Linked DNA regions of Conger conger: region 2 is linked to region 1. A link is a contact called in public Hi-C data. All regions are on one chromosome and are shown on one strand. Each heading gives the region's core, a stretch centred on a gene start, on an enhancer-like site or on the middle of the called end of the contact. The rest is flanking DNA. Distances are from core to core; before and after follow the strand shown.

Region 1 (3,050 bases), core at 26-2,525:
ATAAAATGCAATCAGTGAAATCCAGTGGAATCCCTTTCAGTGGCATGGAGGTACATTGTGATCAACTTCTGCGCAATTCACATGTATTAACATGTATTCACATGTAAGCCTCTGCTTGCAATGGGTTCTTTGTCTTGGAGAATACCCTGCCCCGGGTCTTCATCACCCCAGGACTGAGTAAACATGGCTGGACTCCTGTGGTGAGAGTCTCAGCCTCCACATCTGTTCCTTCATCTCACACTGCATTCTGGGGCCAGAGCTCGACAGGGCATTTGGTTTGCAAAACCTATAATATGCACAGGGTATTTCTCTCCTTTACCACAACTGCAGAATACGTGGAATTGCTTTGCATTTCCAAAGTTATTTTAGGGAAAATACATATTGAAAAATATATAAAATCCATTATCTAATTGCACACCACCTGCAAGTGTAAACGTGATAAAATCCAGTCGAGAAACTGGTAAAAGTAGCAAGAAGTCTTTATCAGCAAAAGATGATATTGTGTGATAATGAGGTCTAAAAAAATTATCACAGTTATCACATCAATCCAGTTATAAAAAAAACTTTAGATACTAAGAGAAAATAGCTTTATAAAAAAATATATTATATGATGTCTACGAATCAGCATTACTTTTTGGTATAAGAATAAATGTGGTTTCGTAAATGTCGCTGTCGGGGTAACTGAGTGCATGACCGTAGAAACGCACGCAGAATGACAGGAATCTGCGGAAACAGGCAGCAGCTCTGAGCGAGCACATCCTGTTTATTATTCCTGCTCCTCAGACACAGCTCACATGTCAGATTTATGTCTGATTACTGGAGCCCGGGGATGCTGGCACTCGCAAGCGTGCATGACTGTAACATTACGCGCTTTTGATTGTGTGTTATTGCAGTTTTCAGTTACTCTGCTCCAGTGCAGCCACAGCTCTGCACATTGCTAACATATGGAAGGAGTTAAGAGGAGATTTCTAATAAATTTTTTGCAAACAAAATCCATGCGTTTTAGGGTAAAAATAAAAAAAATAAAACAGGTGTTGATTGTTGCTCTTCATGAATATGTTTTAAAAACAGTAGTTGGGATGATATGTAGGTGGGGGCGTGGGACGTTGGGGTGGAGTTTGCGTTTGCGTTTGCGTTTGCGTTTGCGTGTTCCCATGTTTGCGGTGTCAGTTTTGGTCAGATGCGTTGGGGTTTAATCTTCCCTGAGCAGTGTTGGTGCTTTTCCCATATAAAGCGCTGTGTGTGCCCTTTGCTCCAGCCACACATTTATCAGCTGTTGAGCGGGCTTTGGATCCACCGACCAGCCAGACAGCAGAGACGACACCCAGGGAAGGACACGCAGACACATAGACACACAGACACACAGAGCCGGTAAGGAGCACACTGGAGACAATATTCGTGTGTGTGTGTGTGTGTGTCTGTAAACATATACATGCATGTCAGCATGTGTGTGTGTGTATGTGTATATGCAAACATATACATGTGTTTAGTGTATATGTGTGTGTGTGTTTTTTTAAACATATACATGTGTGTCAGTGTATGTGTGTGAGTGAGTGTGCGCACTTGTGAACATGTCTCTCCTTTCTGATTTGTATGATTTACATAGTGTTGAAATATGGCTATTTAAAAGCATTAGTACGGATCAGTGTCAGCTATTTTTGTATTGACTATTACTATTGTATGACAAATGCATTAATACAATTGGAAGATGTGAACTATTAATTTTAAGATAATCTCAAGAATTTAAATGCAAATAAAATATAGGCAATTAAATAAAAGAAAAGTACATGTGGTATTAGGGTATAACTACATAAAAATGATTAAACTTTGGAAAGTGTTATTATACAAATAGCTAAAATGCTAAAATGACAAAAAATAAATTACTGTGAAGATAGAAAAGCATGTCCTCAATTTATTTTTTATTCCTACCATTATTATTATTATTATTATTATTATTATTATTATTATTATTATTATTATTATTATTATTATTACAACTATTATTATTATTATTATTATGATTATTATTATGATGATGATGATTATTATTATTATTATTATTATTATTACTACTAATATTATTATTATTATTATTATTATTATAAACAATGTCATACAATGTTTGTATTATGTCTAAAGTCTATTAAAAATAGAGTATAAAATATAGTAGAGTAAATGCAGGAAGAAGCAGCAGAGAGAATGCACTGTGTGGGGGCGAGGAGAGCAGTGAATGTAATTTATATTTTTACATCTTGAAGCAAAGAAACATTTGTTTTTAGAAAAATAAATATATTTTCATTAAGTACAATCTGAATGATCAGTAAAAAATAAGAGTAGTGTTAAATATAGAATAGAAATTTGCTGCATGATTTATAGCAACTTGTTGAACTTGAGTAAAGTGGATAAACATATGATTTGACATGATTTTTCCTTCAGAAAAGATCACATCCATTATGAGAGGGGAAGACAGGCAGTATATGAAAATAATTCTGCTGCTTTCATAACTGAATCCTGGAGGGGAAATTATAAGACTTTAGCTCATAATATTTAGAAAGTAGTCGACAGTCTAAACCTTACAGTATATGTTTGTTAATATTAGTTAAGATCATATTTGGTTGCTATAAATGATTTTAATCGCTTTAAAATCTGTTTGAAATCGAATTGGTTACATTGCTACAAATGGTTCAGACGGCTGTTTGTTGCGGTCTTCATATTGGCTGTGGGGAAATGGAAAATTACAAAAAAATGAAATATAGGCGCAAAATAAAAGACATCGCAGATTTAACTCATAAAAGCACATTAAATTATATTCTGCCCATGTCACTCAAATGGCTTCAGGTTGCTGATAATTGTATTATCTTTATTCATTGTTAAAAAAGGTCATGCTAACATAATAAATATAAACTAACTATAGCCTCTAACAATTAAAAATGCATTTGACACATTCCTGTGCTGATTGGCATCAACATGTCATTTCGTAACGCTAATATAAAAGTCACAGGAACGCTCCTGACCATCTGGGATGTCGTAACTGGCTATATAACTGATCA
Region 2 (2,756 bases), core at 62-2,561, 140 kb before region 1:
CAAAGTAACTTCTCTTAAATAGGACAATAAAAGTATCACTAGACTAAAGAGAGAGAACCTGGATTCCAGAGAGGAACAGAAGAGCACAGATGACATCACAGCCCATGACAGAGGGGCCAGAACAATGAACACATACCGTAACTCGCCCCCTATCTAGAGTTTCTTGTTTTTACTCTTATCAGATGGTAAAATTCACTAGAATTGTAGTGAAGGGGAACTTCCATTATCGGACCAGTGATTTGTGCATCACAGCAGAGGATGGTACATCATAAATCATAACTGTGGTGCAGTGCAAACAGTGAAAACTGCTCAATCATGCATTATCTGAATAACATGAAATGAAAGTAAAACTGCTATACTAAAATCAATTCATATTGATTGAATTCATCTTTTTACTTGCTTTTCGTGTACATGTTCATGTACACGGTGGTTGTTTTCTTGCCTATGAATATTATAACTTGATACCGACAGGTCAAAGATTTGTAGCAGTCTGTTGAACGGCAGGTAAAGGTCTGAAAATGCGCTGAATTGTGTTCAAGACCACTGATCATAGCTTTTCTTATCTGGCCTATCATCCAACGTTTTAGTCATACGACGCATTTGCTGTAGACAACTTTTGACAAGATAAAAACACGATGGCATGAGGCGTGCACCAAAAGACACCTCGAAGTTTATTACGATGACGGAAACGACGGCGAGATACTACGACACACGACGATATACAAAAACATATGGCGACGACTTCATTATCCACTATCGAGCAGGAGTCCAAGTAGAGCAACTACTAGCATTACACATCTTAACGTCTAAGTTATAACTAATACGGTGCGTTGTTACTGGCTGTACCCGCTAAAACAACGCAACGACAGAAAAAAGTTAGTTAAAGCAAGGTTCATTGAGGTGTTACAACAATAGCTAGTCTGCTGACCATGAAATATCATTTGACAACCGTGTCAGCTGCAACTGATAAAGCAGTGGCTGCTCTGTGGAGAGCATGTAAATTCCGTGTCGTACACTTCAAGGGGCAAGGGCAAATGCAAAAACACATACCTCCCAGGAACCTTGGCGTTTCTCCTCCAAAACTGAATTTTATTATCGTTGGCCATGCTCGGAGAAGTGCCCGGATACATTTCACTCCAGCCCTGCGTCCGATTTCTTTAACGAGCTCACCATGGGGAAACACTGAAAAACAATCTGTAACAGATGACGGTTCTGATTTACATTTCAGACCCGCAATTGCAGCTGTATTGAATGTCATTAATGTTATTTTATTTCAAATAATGGAGCGCGTAAAACACAGGAATGGAAGCCGCCATCTTGGAGTGTTTTGAAGTCGAACTGTCATTGGAGGATGTACTTGACAGGTGCAGAGTGAATAACCAATAGAAACAGGGATTGCCACAGTTAGGGAGGGAATTGTCATTTGATTGACGTCACCAGACATCCACAGGTGTCGCATCCCGTTTTGGCAGGTGAAATGTGACGTTACACTCAATGAGCACTTTATTAGGTGTTTGACTTTCTTTTTTTCTTTTTTAGGCTAAGTCTTCTGCTGCTGTACCTAATCCACTTAGAGTTTTAATGCGTTGTGTGTTCAGATATGCTCTTCTGCATACTACTGTTGTAATGCGTGGTTATATGCGTTACTGGCCCTTCTCCTCTGACCTCTCTCATTAACAACACATTTCTGCCCGCATAATTGCCGCTCAGTGGAAGTTTTTTGGTTTTTGCACCATACTGAGTAAACTCTAGACTGCGTGAATCCTAGGAGACCCCTTCACGTTTTGCACATTGTGTGATAGATGTAATTTTAAATTGATAAAATTGCCAATTTTGCCCATCAATCTACATTCAATAACTATTAATGGCAAAGTGAAAACAATATTTTAATACAAGTTTATAAAAAATCTAAAACTGAAATTTGTAATTTAGATAAATATTCAGACCCTTTGGTGTGACACTCCAAATTGTGGTCAGGTCCACCCTGTTTGCTTTAATTATGTGTCTAGGACAGGCATTGGAGTCCACCTGTGACAAATTGAATTTATTGGTCATAGCTTAGAAAGGCATACACCTGTGCATATATGGTCCCACAATTCACACTGCATGTCAGGACAAAAACCAAGCCATGAAGTCCAAGGAACTTTCTGTAGACATCCACAATAAAATTGTGGCAAGGCATAGATCAGGGAAAGGGTATCAAATAAATATTTATAAAACTAAACCTGAGACATTTAAAGGACTCTTATAGCATGAGGAAAAAATATTCTCTGGTCTGATGAGCCAAAAATGTAACTCTTTGGGCAGAATGTCTGTCAAACACCAGGCACCGCTCATCACCTGGCTAATTCCATCCCTACGGTGAAGCATGGCGGTGGCAGTATCATGCTATGGGGATGCTTCTCAGTGGCAGGAGACTGGTGAGAATTGAGGGAAGGATGAATGCAGCCAAATACAGAGCGGTCCTTGAAAGAAAACCCGCTCCAGAGTGCACGCAACCTCAGACTGTGGCGAACGTTCACCTTTCAGCACAAATGACCCGAAGCATACAGCCAAGACAACGCTGGCTTTGGGACAAGCCTCTGACTGTCCTCAGACTTAAACCTCATAGAACCTCTATGGAGAGACCTGAAGATGGCAGTTCATAGATGCGTCCCATCCAATATGATGGAACTTGAGAGGATCTGCTAGGAAGAATGGGATAAACTGCCCAAATACAGGTGTGCTACTGAATTAAGGGCCTGAATACTTATATG

What was found. Hi-C and Micro-C count contacts between places; a contact is called where the count stands out from the background.
Region 2: a contact with region 1 is called in a Hi-C map of blood, with 8 times the contacts expected there. The contact joins the promoter of tbc1d22b here to the promoter of si:dkey-8e10.3 in region 1. A contact is called at or near these places in 2 of 2 Hi-C or Micro-C datasets (blood and gill).

Annotation. Positions count from the first base shown.
Region 1 is chr10:38,338,515-38,341,564 of fConCon1.1, reverse strand. si:dkey-8e10.3 (serine/threonine-protein kinase SBK1) reads left to right here and starts at 1,275. Exons shown (of 4, transcript XM_061258635.1): 1 at 1,275-1,371.
Region 2 is chr10:38,475,680-38,478,435 of fConCon1.1, reverse strand. tbc1d22b (TBC1 domain family, member 22B) reads right to left here and starts at 1,311. Exons shown (of 12, transcript XM_061258023.1): 1 at 1,051-1,311. The coding sequence starts at 1,130.